2 separate regions of the Mus musculus genome follow, and region 1 is linked to region 2. A link is a contact called in public ChIA-PET data. All regions are on one chromosome and are shown on one strand. Each heading gives the region's core, a stretch centred on a gene start, on an enhancer-like site or on the middle of the called end of the contact. The rest is flanking DNA. Distances are from core to core; before and after follow the strand shown.

Region 1 (3,910 bases), core at 1,237-3,736, 460 kb before region 2:
AATCACCCAGGTTTTAGCTGCCCAGCAGCAGAGCCTAACAACTCAGGGTTCCTAAGGGGAGCTGCCATGGAAAAGCTATGGCTGCTTCCTCCCTCCTCTCTCACTGACCTTGATCTCACAAGTCTTGGTTGAGGCCCAAGTGTCGGCAACTTATCTACATTACTTCTTATCTACAGCACACATTACTCCATAGATGATTTAAAGGGACAGAAAGGACTAAAACCTACCACAGTGGGTTGAATGGTGTGCCAGCAATCTGCAGCAATCAGAGAGTGAGACAGGAACTGGCTAGACCTGGTTTGCAAGCTCCTGCTATGCCTAACCCATTTACCATCCATCTAGCACCGTTGGGAAGCCATTCATTATTTATACTCTCATACTGGTGCGTTGGGTAGCATTTTAAATCCCCCTTTCCTATTTGTAGTAAGAAAGCCACTACGCTCCATGAGAAGCATTTGAGGTCCCTGGAGGCTGGTGGGAGCGTTTTGAAGGTTAGCAGGAATCAGGGCCCTGCTGGCTTCGTTGCCTTAGCTGCGTTTGGGCTTGACACCAAGGTCATAAATCCTAAGGGTGTCTTGGGGCTGACAGGACTACAGCAGAGACTGTGTGTGCAGAAACCCAGGGCAAAATGCTGGCCCCCTGCTCATCTCACCCTGATTAGCATAGCTGCTCTCATTTTGCAACTTAATCCTCACTCAAAGGGAAATACTACAGTTAAACATCTTTAAGGGGAGAAAAACCCTCTTATCTCAGTATTTTAACCTTTTCAAGATTCTCCTGCTTAGTGTAGCTCTCCACTATCCCACTCATCCTAAATTTATCCTTGCTGCTTGTTACTCCGGCCCTACCTGGGGGTGTCTCTGCTGTGTTTGGACCCCTGAGTGTGCAAGTTGGGTTCTCTGTAGTTTTCCTTCTAGCATGCAGCCTGTCTCTCCTTGAGAAACCACATTTTTCTCAAGAGCTCCTGTGGTCCATGCCTTCTTGGCTATAATTCCCAGCCTCGGTGCAGGCATGTAGTTCCTATCCTTAAGCATCTCCAGGGGCTCGAGGAACTTCCTGCAGCCCGTGCAGGGGAAGCCCTGTCCCAGGCTATATATTTTTGAAGTCTTCCTAACTCTATCCTTCTCCCTGGGCAGTGCGGGAGGGGTTGCAGCTGGGTGCTATTCAGGGTGGAGGACCCGCAAAGTTACTTAAATTATTCATTAAATATATTGATTTGCGGCTGGGAAGATCACCCAGTGGACCTGTTTGGTTCCTAGCACCCACATCGGTAGCTCACAAACATAACCACAAGTGACTCCCACTCCATAGGAATCTGAGACCCTGGCCCCATGGACACCTGTATTTAGGTGTCCATATGTACATACAAACACACATCTACATGTAATTTTAAAATAATAAAAATAAATCTTTAATTTTCTTTTTTTACATTTTCATGTACATAAAAATGCATGGCAAATACTCTTGCCTCCTACCCCTTCAACACTCCACTTTCCTACAAATCCTTTCTCCTCACTCATGTCTTTACTGTTTTGTTACTCATTGAGTTTAACCGAGGTGGTCTGGGTGACCACGGGCTTGTAGCTATCCTTAAAAGTTCAGTGGTCTCACCCGATGCTGCCACAACACGAGACAAGGACTCCTGTCTCCAAGAACGGTTGTGTAGCCAACATTCCAGCAGGGATGAGTCCTGTACCATGAGGAAGTTTCTTCCCTGTCTGTGAACGATCATTGGCAGGACCAGTCTTGGGCAGGTCCAGTGCAGGTAGCTTTTGCGATTTTTTTTAAGATTGCACTGGCAATATCATAACCAGAAAACAGCATTTCCACAACCCTCCTTCATTCCTTTCCCACAATGTCCTCTGAGTGATTTTAACGGAAACCACTCTCTTTCCGATGCTCATTATCTTTTCCTTCCTGGGACTCAGAGGTCAGTAGAGACCCAAGCGAAGGACCTGCCAGAGGCTGCACATGCTTACACTAGAAGCTCACTCATGACTGGCACCATCTATATGCAGACTCTTTCTTCCTTTGCTTTGGAATGACTCACTTCTTCATGTGAGTATCCTCCATGTCTCTGCGTGCTCCTGGGTGCCCCGTGACAGGTGACTTTGGTGGAAGTATGCTGTAGAAACAGCCTTCAAACTGACTGGAGCTAAAAAGGCTGTCAGTCTGCAGGGTCCCCAACCTCCAGAATCACTGATGTAGAAAAGCATACTAGAAAACATGTTTAGCTAAAGGACATTGAGTATGCCAGATGCTTACTTGAAGTTTCTTATGGTCACAACCTTTGCATCCACCTTGCCAACTTTCCTTCATGCACACTTAATTTATCACTTCCCACAAGGCACCTAATCTTCATGGTTTAGCCTTTAGAATCCACTGGCAGTAAGGCCATGCCCACCCCGCTCAACTCTACCACCCTGGTCCAAACACTGTCATCTCTTCAATCAGCTCTAACACTTCTCTTTTGTTTCACCTTCTGTTGGTCTTAATCAAAGCTAAATCAGACCACTTCCTCCCACTGTTCAGTACCTCCTACCAAGGGCTTTCCGAGTCACCTGACATGAAATAAAATCTGGCTACTAGGGCATCTTTTTGAGTTCTTCTTCTGCTGTCTCTAGCTCGCTCTACTTAAGCTATAGGGCATCTGAAATCTTTCTCTGCTAGTGATGTTCCGCAAACTATTATTCAAATAAGTGCTCAGTTATTTTACATTGACTTCCAAATTCAATTTTATCACCTTAAGTCCTTGTTTTCACATTAATCAGCTAAAATCATGTGAAAGATCCCTAGGAACAACCCCAGAGGAAATTGTCATGGAAGCTCCTCTTTTTTTTTTTTTTTAAATTTGGCTCAGGCAGGTTATAGATTATAGCAAGTGGAGGAAATCTGTCCACTTGCTAATAAGAATATCTCAAAGGGATATCTAGATGAACCCTGGGCAAGGTCTGACAACCATTTATGACCACTAAGAAGCAACTGAAGTGTGAATTTACTTTGAAAAATGACTATTAGTAATGAAAATGTCAAGCAGACACTGACATTCTGTAACGGGAGTCGATAGATTCACCTTTTTGCCAGGCCGCCACAGCACACAAAGAGAACAGGCTCTGCTTTTTCCCCAGGACTAAAACCTATTTGAGACTGTGGCTGGAAGCCCACATAGCAGTAGCCCAGAAAGGAACTATGCTGCTATTTAAATTATGGCTCTAGATGTCTGTAAATTATTCTTAGAACCTGAGCAGGGCCAGCCTGACCACTTGAATGTACTCCATTTCTTGTGGGAATATTTCACAGATTGGCTGAGACTTGGCGATACAAAATTCATGTGCATATGTGAAGCATGCGTTTCAGTGCCATCTCATAGCTGTTTGTTTATATAGCGTATGTTTATCTAGGGTTAAGCATGACAGACATTTAGGAACTTAGGCTTGGTGTCAGCTTGAATGGTAGACTAAAGGATCCCAAACTCCTCCTCTTCTTGACCCATTAGGTAAGTATACCTGCATATTTCCTGAATTACTTAGATCCCCTCAAATGCTACATGCTAACAACTCCCAGAATTTGTTGCCATAATGTATATGTATGTACCAGCTAACTTCTAAAATCTCACAGCTCTATATTATCAACGCCTGGGGTGAGAAATAAACACTAGCCCGTGCTTATCTCTACCTAGTCTCACCCCCACAGTTAACCATGTATTTAATCTCTCTTTCAGAATGGCGTATAATCAAAAGGAAGAGAATTTTAGAATTTTTAAAGTTTCCACATTTGCTTCATGCCCTCCCTTGCACAGGCATAGGGCCTTCTTTGATACAGCAGTCAGGTTGCCAGCAGACATTTCTTTGAGGAGGAAGACACACTATACCCTTTAGGTAAACTGTGTCAAATGAAAGGGCCAGATGCT
Region 2 (4,323 bases), core at 295-2,794:
ATAGCTTGGAGGTGGGGCCTGTGAGTTCCACGCCCATCTCTGCTGGAATTTTGATTGGCTTGATTGCCTGCAGGCAACTAGGGCACCTTTGAGTTCCTGAGTGTGGAGGTCTTATCAAGTCTAGAGGAGGCTGTGTAACATCTGTTCCGTCATTTCCCTACCAATGGGTCCATGCTGGGTCACTCGGGAATTAGTGAGTTCAATCACAATTTGCTACATTATTAAGGTCTGGTCGAGTCTCCGCCCTCTGTTGCTTTCTCTGTCCCTTCAATTTTCTGGGTTCTGTATTATCAGACTGCCTGAGTTTCTATGGAGATTACAGAAGCATGACCTTGAACCTCATCCTGCTTTCTGGTGATAATTTCCTTTGAGGTCTAAAATTTGTCTTATTATTCTTGATTGCTTGGACTTTCGTGACTACATATATTTTCCCTTGGAATTCTACGCCCTTTCCTCCTTGCACTAGACTCAGACTGAATCACACGATTAGGGAAGGGCATTTGCTGCAATCTGCACTCGTACAGAGCAGCGAGGGTCTGGGGTGGTGCGCACTGTTTTGTGAGATGCTCATCTGTCCTTTCTGGATGTACTGATTATAGCCACTGTGAGTCATCAGCTAACGCGCGTATACTGAGCTCATGCCAGAGCCTCAGCCGCCCCTTCCTTTTCCCGCCCATCACAGCTCATGATCCCTTCAGCTTTCTCCTCTTAACCTTAGCTGTTTGGATCTCTGACTTCCTTTGCACTGATGATTATAATTGGGAAGCTGTTCTCCGACATTCGGATGTACCTGATGCGACACAGACTCTCTGCGGATTCAGTTTCCTCACAGAGTTTATTTATAGCTGAGGTTTGACGTTACCTGAAATCAAGCTTTTTTTTTTTTTCTCCCTTGCAAAAGTACTTTCAGTTTTTGTTCTTTGTGGAAGGAAGTAGGACAGACTTCAAGGCACAGTATTTTTGCAGTGCATCAGAACCTTCTTTGAGAGCTTGATTCGCAGTCTTTCAAGTAGACCAGATTTTCTCACCACAGTCAATTCTATGAAATGCCAGAAAGCAAGAGCTAGGCTAACTCAAACACACAAGCAGCCAAATTTAGCTTGACACCCTTATTAAATATTGACCTCATGGGAACTGAGGCTGAAAACAACCTTTGAGAAAGAAGCCAGTCTACACATTAATGGGCTTCCTTTGTTTTGGTTTTGACTGTCCTTTAGTTGCCTAGCCAATATATTGAAACCAAGTTAAACTTCAGGCTCAAACGATTTCCTTTTTAACACATAGCTTTGACCTAGGGGAACTAATCAGATAGATAATATAATTGTTGTTAATCACCCGAGTTTGTAATTGTACCTTTGATCTGTATGCTGAGAAACACTTTGGCAATGTTGACTCCCTCCCCTCCCTCCCCACCTTCTGTAGTTGGTGGGCTTTTTGTTTTGTTTTTGTTTTGATTTGTTTTATCTCCCACCTTCCCCCTAGAAGCTAAGCAACATAATGTGTGAAGTCACCAACTTGCCATGACAGAATAAAGAAGAGATCCAGCAAATGGGAGCCTATGTCACTTAGTTACACTAACACCATTAACACTCAGTCCTTTCAGTAGGGATGCATCAAGCAGCCATAGTTTTGCCTTTGCCCTTTCCCTGTAGCAGGCAGGGACTTGCAAACACTTCTTTCTTTCTCATCTGACAGGTGTTTCTTCCATGCTTCAGCATCTTCAGTTTTTTGACACCTAAGAAAGGGATTTGAATTCAAGGATACTCGAATTCTCTCTCACCCCGCCCCCCTCTGCGTGTGTGCGCGAGTGTGTGTGTGTGTGTGTGTGTGTGTGTGTGTGTGTGTGTGTGGCCTGTGAGTGCATTTTGATGTTTTCCTGGGGCCTCATATGACAGCTGAACATAAGAAAATAAAACCTGCAGCTATTAGCATTGTTTGCTCCATGTGAATGATATCGCACTAATGCCCTAGGTTCTAGAGCTCAGTGAGACTGGTTTTTGTTTGTTTGGGTTTGGTTTTGGTTTGCTTTGTTTTTTTGGCAAGACCCCAAACCTTGTCCTAAAGGCAGCCACATAGGATGTACTCTGTTCCTGAGAAGATTCCGAAACCCACAGCCGCTGCTCATCAGCGCGAGGGTGCAAACCTCTGGTTTTCTGTTTCTTCCTTTTCTTCTCAAATTCTGCTTCCGCTTCTGAGAGTTGAAGCTGCCGTGACGGAGACTCTTCTCATCTCACTCCAGAGCTCTCTGAAGTGAATATGTTAAAGGCATCCAACGAAGGCCCTGCCTGAATTGAACTTTTGGGGTTCTTTAAATCTCAAAAATCTCCATTGCTGAAGCAGCTCTCTTCAGGGTTCCTGGGAGAGCTCTGGGTTCAAACTAGACCCTAAAGGTTAGAACAGGATGGACTAGTTGTTTGTACAGGCCATATTTTTCCCCTCACGGAACTGAGGTTCTTAGGCTCAAGAACTGGAATTCTAAAGTAGTTTTTAAAATAGAAAACTTCCAGGTTGGATGTGACTATATTTAGATGCTTACATTTATTACGCTTGAATTTTTCTAGAATATTCCACTTTTAGGAAGACTCAGCCAAGGGTATTAGAAATGTAGAACAAGGAAGGATGCAACTCCTAGCTGGGCCCTTATGTTTAATTATAGACATTACAGACAGATAGAGGGAAAAGCATTTAGGGAACAAGCAACACAGTAGTGCCCTAATGCCACCAAATGCAGAATAAAATGGTTCAGGATGCACTTAACAGATTTTACTGTGTAAAGGACTCTTATTATGGTAGGAAGATCTACTGAATCTCTGAGTAGTTAGATAAAGGTGAAGGATTTATTCCCAGGACTGTTATAAAGATGCCCCTACTTTTAACATGTTCACTTTAAGACTTGTTCCAAAGACAAAATGTATATAAAAGAATAAGAAATGCAAACAAAACATTGCTAGATATTAATGACATGAGAACCTAAGTGGACTACTGTCTATTGGCCAGTTAACTCTGTCCAATTCTAATTGGCCAGTTCTAACGATGAACCAAACTCTGTAGCCCGAGGAATGCTTACCGTTAGCTTTCAAAGCAAAACAGAATAATAATTCTCAAATAAAAAAAGTTACATCTCCTTTGTTATCTTGGTGCTGACTTCAGTATAAACCCCAAGCAAACACTTAGATAAGAACGTACTCAGAGGGAATGGTAAGTCTCTTCAAGAGGAAATGGACACCTTTAACCTTCTACAATGCACTGAGAACATGAAGGTTTAGAGGAGTTCACCGGGGATAACTTGAGTTTATATATATATATATATACACACATTAATTCTTAGGCCTTTTAGCTATAGCTCAAGAACTGGAATTCTAAAGTAGTTTTTAAAATAGAAAACTTCCAGGTTGGATGTGACTATATTTAAATGCTTACATTTATTATGCTTGAATTTTTCTAGAATATTCCACTTTTAGGATGAATCAGTCAAGAGTATTAAATGTAGAACAAGGAAGGATGCATATATATATATATATATATATATATATATATATATATATATATATATATATATATTCTTGTAAATGCATGCCCTCAGATCCATTATGAGGGAATGACTCCATGGAAGGAAAGAAAGAAGAAAGGGAGGAAGAATGGAAGGAAGAAAGGAAATTAGAAAAAAAGGAACTGCATATTATTATTAGGTGGATGGGGAAGGAGGGTGTCTGAGTGCGTTCAGGAAGGAATTGGGACAGGGGTTAATAAGTTCAAAATATGTTGTATGAAATTCTCAAACAAATAAAAAGAAACCCCCAATACATGGCCAAGTTGATAAAGCCATGCCCTGATGAGGCTGGTAGAATATACTGCCATCTAGTGGTACTAATGGAATGAGCGCTGTGTCCTCAATGTCACCCTCTGGGCTGAGTGATGGTTGACTGAACGCACTAGAAGGAAGATATACTACACAGAGCTAAAGCTGGCAGTGGAAAAGTACCTTACGTGTGACTTTTTAACCACTGAAGCCTTATAGCTAACATAGCTGTTTCAGTGGGCCCCCAGAAAGGATAGTCAGAGAGTCAAAGACAGGAAGTAAAGAAAACAGTTCATCAAGCAAATGAGAGCTAGTCTTCCAGGGACACCACTCTACCACCTGAACTCATTCGATTATGGGAAAATATTCATTATACAAACATGGAAAACACAAAGGAATAAGTATGACCTAGAACCAGCTGAGCTGGCCACTGGAAAGCTGCACACAGTGCCGAGTGGACACATCTGCCTCCCTGGCTTCTGATAGAGTTGTAGTGCTGAGGTGGATCTAATGACACTGCTTGT

What was found. ChIA-PET counts read pairs in DNA pulled down with a chosen protein or histone mark.
Region 1: an RNA polymerase II ChIA-PET map of memory CD8 T cells shows a contact between it and region 2, with 5 times the contacts expected there. The contact joins two enhancer-like sites. A contact is called at or near these places in 4 of 115 datasets of contacts at active chromatin or transcription factors (CD8 T cells, bone marrow-derived dendritic cells, large pre-B cells and 1 more) and 1 of 9 other capture datasets (embryonic stem cells).

What each region holds. Positions count from the first base shown.
Region 1 is chr16:49,961,062-49,964,971 of GRCm38.p6, reverse strand. It overlaps Gm5486. Among named protein-coding and RNA genes, the nearest start is that of Gm19723, 7.2 kb to the right of the region's middle. Within about 2 kb of position 2,486, at least 11 of the 459 cell types and tissues checked have an H3K27ac peak or open chromatin away from gene starts, as enhancers often do. A contact at or near this core is called in memory CD8 T cells, where this site is marked.
Region 2 is chr16:49,500,577-49,504,899 of GRCm38.p6, reverse strand. No RefSeq gene overlaps it. Among named protein-coding and RNA genes, the nearest start is that of Gm4802, 90 kb to the right of the region's middle. Within about 2 kb of position 1,544, at least 86 of the 459 cell types and tissues checked have an H3K27ac peak or open chromatin away from gene starts, as enhancers often do. A contact at or near this core is called in memory CD8 T cells, where this site is marked.